Regions from separate parts of the Zea mays genome. Here region 1 is linked to region 2. The links are chromatin contacts, called in public Hi-C maps. All regions are on one chromosome and are shown on one strand. The core of a region is the stretch at or near the end of the contact, and the rest is flanking DNA. Distances in the headings are between cores, read along the strand shown. Region 1 holds the start of LOC103650492 (DEAD-box ATP-dependent RNA helicase 9). Region 2 holds the start of LOC100273918 (putative protein kinase superfamily protein).

Region 1 (2,700 bases), core at 34-2,533, 260 kb before region 2:
CGAGGCCGAGGCTGAGGCCGAGGCCCGGGGGTCGGGCGAGGCGGAGATCTTCTTCCGAGGCCGAGGCCTGAGGTCGGGCGAGGCAGAGCTCCCTGTTGCGCCCAAGGCCAAACTCGTGGGAGATCGTAACTCAGTTTTATCCTGGTGGTTGGCACAGTAGCCGGAGCGGGACGAACCGCGCTGTTTTCCTGTCATATCGGTCAGTAAAGGGGCGAAGTGACTGCGGTCACTTCGACCTTACCGACTGAGGCACGCGTGTCAGAATAAGGTGTCAGGTGATCCCCGCATTAAACGCGCATGCGATACGGTCGGCTGGTAAGGCGATTTGGCCAAGGTTGCTGCACGACAAAGTCTGCCCAAGCTAGGCTTCAGGCGAGCCGAGGGTGCGTCTGCTGGCTGAGGGGACCCTCGGGCGAGGCGTGAATCCGCCCGTGACTACTGTTCCCGCCCGAGGCCGAGGCTGGGCTCGGATGAGGTCGCGTCCCTCGGTAGATGTGGCCTTGACTTGAACCGCGTTTTATCAGCCGTGTATGGTTTGTTCTGAAGATGTTTTTCGGCCGCGTTTAAGAGTATTGGGGGTACCCCTAATTACGGTACCCGACACATATTTTTTTTAACTTCCTATGATTATTTAGCAACTCCTTACATGTGCCTTTAGAGACTTCCTTTTTACAAAACTGCTGGAGATGCTCTAAGGGCTAGTTTAGAAGCTCCATTTTCCTAAGGGATTTCTATTTTCCTAAGAAAAAATAAACTAATTTTCATGAAAAAGTTAAAATCTCTTGGGAAAATATAGTTATCAAACTAACTCGGGAAAAATATGATTACCAAACTAGCTCTAAAGATTGTGCAGCACCGTGTGGGCTATGCTGCCTGGTGCAAAACAAAGAGCGACTGCGACCATGTGTGGAAGTGTCATTCCAGTGGCGATATGGTAAAGGGCCCAACAGTTCACTCGGGCCATTCACACGCGCATAAAAAGGGGCCAACCCAACTCCTGCGGGGTCCAATAGGTTACCCGGGCCATTCGCACGCGCATAGAGGGCCCAACCCCAACGCGCTGAAACTTCTGTAGAAAAGGCCCATTATCACACGTTCCCTGCTCACTTTGCCAAAACGATCAACAAAGCCCATCGCCGTAACCCAACCGCCATTACTTTTCCTCCAAGAAGTACCTCTCACCATTCATTAAACACTGACATGCGGGCCACACTGTGCCGGTGCATCCTTGACCCCACGTGTAAGCTTCATCAGTGAGGAGTGTAGACACCGTCCATGAGCACAGAAATATCTCTTACCCCTGCGCCATTTAACCCATTCCGCTTCTCGTCGTCTCGCCTCGTCCGTCCCCTCCCCATACGACAGCCACCCTCACAAAACCCTAAACCCTAGCCGCCGCCGCCGCCGCCGCCGACGCCGAAGCGGTACAGCCATGTACGCCGTCCTCCGCCGCGCGGCGCCCCTCAGGCGGCGTGCCGTGTCCGCGCTCGCCGCCGCGCTGCTCCAGCAGCAGCCGGCGGCGCTGGGAGCTGTAGCCCCGCGGGCGCCGACGCCGCTCCCGGCGGCCGCGTGGTTCCACTCCTCGCCGGCGTGGCTTGGTTTCCGGGATACCACAGAGTTGGCGGCGCGCGCGGAGTTCGCTGCGGAGGAAGGTTTGTTCTATGAGGACGACAGTAGGGCGCCGGCCGGCGGCCCGGCGGCTGAGGGGCTCGAGATTGCCAAGCTCGGGATCTCGTCCAAGATCGTCGAAAGGCTCGCCAGCAAGGGCATCACCAAGCTGTTCCCTATCCAGGTAACGTGGAGCGCTGGAATCTCTACCTTTTACGTTCGAATCATGCGTGTGCCAAGCTGCTTTTGTCCTGCTCTGTTTCGTTGACATTAGGGCTATATAGGTGAATTCGATGTTTGATTAGTGATTGCAGTGAATTAAGCAGCTCATTTATAGCCATAATATGAGAAAATTGCTTTCCTTTTTATTTATTCTTTTTATATTATATAGCGGGAAAAGGTGGAGTGTTGTTTACAAGTTCACATTGGTCGTAATTTTACTGCTTATGTACGGCAGCGAATAAAAATCACGCTTTTCTGGTCATGACATTTCAGTTTGCATCACTACCTTGGCTTGATGGTTGGATGAAAATACTAGAATTGCTACTGTTTGTTAATTATGTTGAGGCGCCAGATTACAAATGATGAAGGAATGCCTTGCAATTCTATGAATCAACACATTTCTTTTAGATCATTACCTATTTCATAGTGAGTTTTGCCTTCTGTTTCACTATACAGAGGGCTGTCCTTGAGCCAGTAATGCAAGGAAGGGACATGGTTGGTCGTGCCAAAACGGGGACTGGTAAAACTTTGGCATTTGGAATCCCCATAATGGATGCAATTATTCGTCACAACGAGAAGTACAAGTAAGATTGGTTCTTCCTAACAACGTACACATGTAAAGCATTCTTCATTTGTTCCTTTTCGGTCCGTTCTCATCTTGCATATAATTGTTGTTGATTTACAGGCCTGGTAAGTTTCCATTGGCTATTGTCTTGGCGCCAACAAGAGAACTTGCAAAACAGGTTGAGAGGGAGTTCCTTGATTCCTCCCCTTTGGAAACGCTGTGTGTATATGGAGGGACTCCAATTATGCAGCAAATAAAACAACTTAATTATGGTGTTGATGTGGTCATTGGGACACCTGGACGTG
Region 2 (2,718 bases), core at 83-2,582:
ATGGACCGCCTTCCAACCTCCAAGACTGGATTTCATAAATATTTAGGTACAATGCAAGCGTGTGGACAGAGTCAATGGTTGTACTGTGGAGCTGATGATAGCACAGAAGTCATTTCCTGTTTACAAAGACCATTAGTAATTTCTTTGAGTACACATGACACCTAAGGACCTGAGCTGCACAGTTGTACTCGGTAAACATGTGTTTGGTCGGTGATCAGCCTGTCATTGGCATAACTAAACCAGGATCTAATATTAAGAACTCCTACTTAAGATGTGAACTTACACTGCAGCTTCACAAACCACAGTCAACAGCTCACCTGTCAAATTACAAAATAGCTCAAACTTGTCTATCACCTTGGCATCTTCTGATCCTTGCTTATTTTATGGTGCATGGTCCTCCATGCTGTACCCTGCCGACTTTAAAAAAACTCGACCTGCGGCTGCCGGACATTATATTAAGAAGAATAATTTCTCACGCATTTTAACTAAACCGGGATCTTATATTAGGAACTCCTTAAGATGTGAACAGAAACGCTGCAGCTTCACAAACCACAGTCAACAGCTCCATAGCATCCACACCTGTCAAACTTGGCATCTTCTGATCCTTACTTTTATGGTTCCAGCCTTGTGACCAGTGAGCAAGTCCTCCTTACTGTACCCTGTCACTGTACTCTCTAAGGTCAGAAGAGAACTAGCCTGATCAGTCCCAGTGGGGTCCTTGCCTGGATTGCCATGTATTTATGGCACAACCATGCTGGTCTTCTCCTTCTGCCACTGCAGGTCTTGCAGAAACATGTCTCTTCTCTATCTTCTCTAACTACCTTCCGAGAATTTCTTGCTGGGCGCTCGATGCTCTTGGACCCTTTATGCAGACTTCATCCCGTGACAAGTCTTCCACTGATCAGTTTAATCTGCAGGTGAGTTTCTTTTTCTCGGTTTCCTTCTCTAGTTTTCTGAGTCAGCTCTGTTCTCTGACTAGACATGTGAGTTTATTGATTTCTCGTAGTTCACAGTTTCTCCTGCAAATTTTTGTTTACGGAATGTTTCAGAGTTCAGGGCTACAATTGACATTCTTGTTTCATGGAATTTTGTTGGTTAAACATGAAATTCATGAATCAGTTTTGTTTTCACCATACACTTTTTTAGTTCATTCCGAGGTGTGAGCTTCGTATTAATCTGCAAGCTTGGATGCGATCTACTACTCTTTATTTTCCTAGCTCTCATAGAAAGAATAAAGTTGCTAAAACCAACAGTTTTGACTTCTGATTGGCCTCTTCAAGCCCACTGACTAGTTTGTCGCTCAGGTAGATACCAGCATCTCTTTTCCATATCTGAAGGCCTGAATTCCAAACAAGAGAGCTCGAAACAACAGTAATGGGTTGCTTCCCTGTGTTCTGGAGGAAGAAGAATTCCAGAAGCCAGATTGTGCAACATGACCAAGGTAAAGTTTTCCTTCCAATCGGTACATAGCTGTTCTTCTGAAGCATCTCAGAACCTTACTGCAGTTCATTCGATTCTGTTCGCAGACATCCCAATCACGGGCAATGTGAAAATCTACTCGTCAAAGGAGCTGAGAAAAGCCACAAGAAATTTCTGCCCGGGAAACATGCTTGGAGAGGGTTCTTTCGGCCGGGTCTACCTGGTAGGTTGCTCCAACATCTCTGATGTAATGTAGCCTAGTTCAGACATCAGCCCAATCATGTTCCTGACTGGAACACAGGAATCTCAGGAGGAATTTGCTGCAGTTTTTAGGAACACTGAATTGTTAGAACGTGGCAGAGTTCTTCTTCATGCCTGAGTAACTTCAACCACAGCAACATTTCAACCTTTTTACGAGCTCATGTTCTGATCCAAACTGTGCAGGGAAAGTTGAACAAGGGCGAGAAAGTGGCCATCAAGGTGCTCTCCTCAGAGTCGAGGCAAGGAACAAAGGAGTTCCTGAACGAGTTGAGTGTCATATCCAACATAACTCACCACAACCTAGTCAAGCTGCATGGCTGCTGCGTCGACGGAGGCCAAAAGATGCTGGTCTACAATTACGTGGAGAACAACAGCCTTGCACAGACCCTTCTCGGTAAAATGCCCGAACCTAGATTTTCCAGTGGCGATGCCTGATCCTGATGCGATGCATGTGGGCGGCCAAAGCCTGGATGGATCTCTGATGCGCCATGCCGTTCTTCAGGTAATTCCCGCAGTGGCATCAGATTTGGCTGGAGAACGAGGGTGGATATCTGCATCGGTGTCGCTGACGGGCTCACCTACCTTCACGAACAAGTCCGCCCACGGATCGTCCACCGCGACATCAAAGCCAGCAACATCCTTCTCGACAGAAACCTGAGGCCCAAGATAGCAGACTTTGGGCTGGCCAAGTTCTTCCCGGGCAACATGACACACATCAGCACCAGGGTTGCGGGGACGCTGTAAGTAGGGGGCAGCACACTTCCGGCTGAAGATGTTCATGTCCTCCTTTGGTTAGGAGGACAGAGCTGACATGTGTTCTTCTTTCAGAGGATATCTTGCACCAGAGTACGCCATCCGAGGGCAGCTGACCAGAAAGGCCGACGTCTATAGCTTTGGTGTGCTGCTGCTGGAGATTGTCAGTGGCAGATGCCACACTGATCCCAGATTACGCCTTGACGAGCAGTTCCTCCTAGAAAAGGTGAAAGAGCAATCCCAATACTAGATTAGTTTTTAGGTACTGATCCAGTTCTTATGAAT

What was found. Hi-C and Micro-C count contacts between places; a contact is called where the count stands out from the background.
Region 1: a Hi-C map of ear shows a contact between it and region 2, with 3 times the contacts expected there. The contact joins the promoter of LOC103650492 here to the promoter of LOC100273918 in region 2. A contact is called at or near these places in 7 of 25 Hi-C or Micro-C datasets (ear, endosperm, leaf and 3 more).

What each region holds. Positions count from the first base shown.
Region 1 is chr3:123,758,023-123,760,722 of Zm-B73-REFERENCE-NAM-5.0, reverse strand. LOC103650492 (DEAD-box ATP-dependent RNA helicase 9) reads left to right here and starts at 1,283. Exons shown (of 7, transcript XM_008676079.3): 1 at 1,283-1,792; 2 at 2,287-2,414; 3 at 2,516-2,700. The coding sequence starts at 1,433.
Region 2 is chr3:123,493,355-123,496,072 of Zm-B73-REFERENCE-NAM-5.0, reverse strand. LOC100273918 (putative protein kinase superfamily protein) reads left to right here and starts at 1,332. Exons shown (of 6, transcript NM_001148310.1): 1 at 1,332-1,441; 2 at 1,527-1,642; 3 at 1,864-2,074; 4 at 2,183-2,420; 5 at 2,509-2,659. The coding sequence starts at 1,375.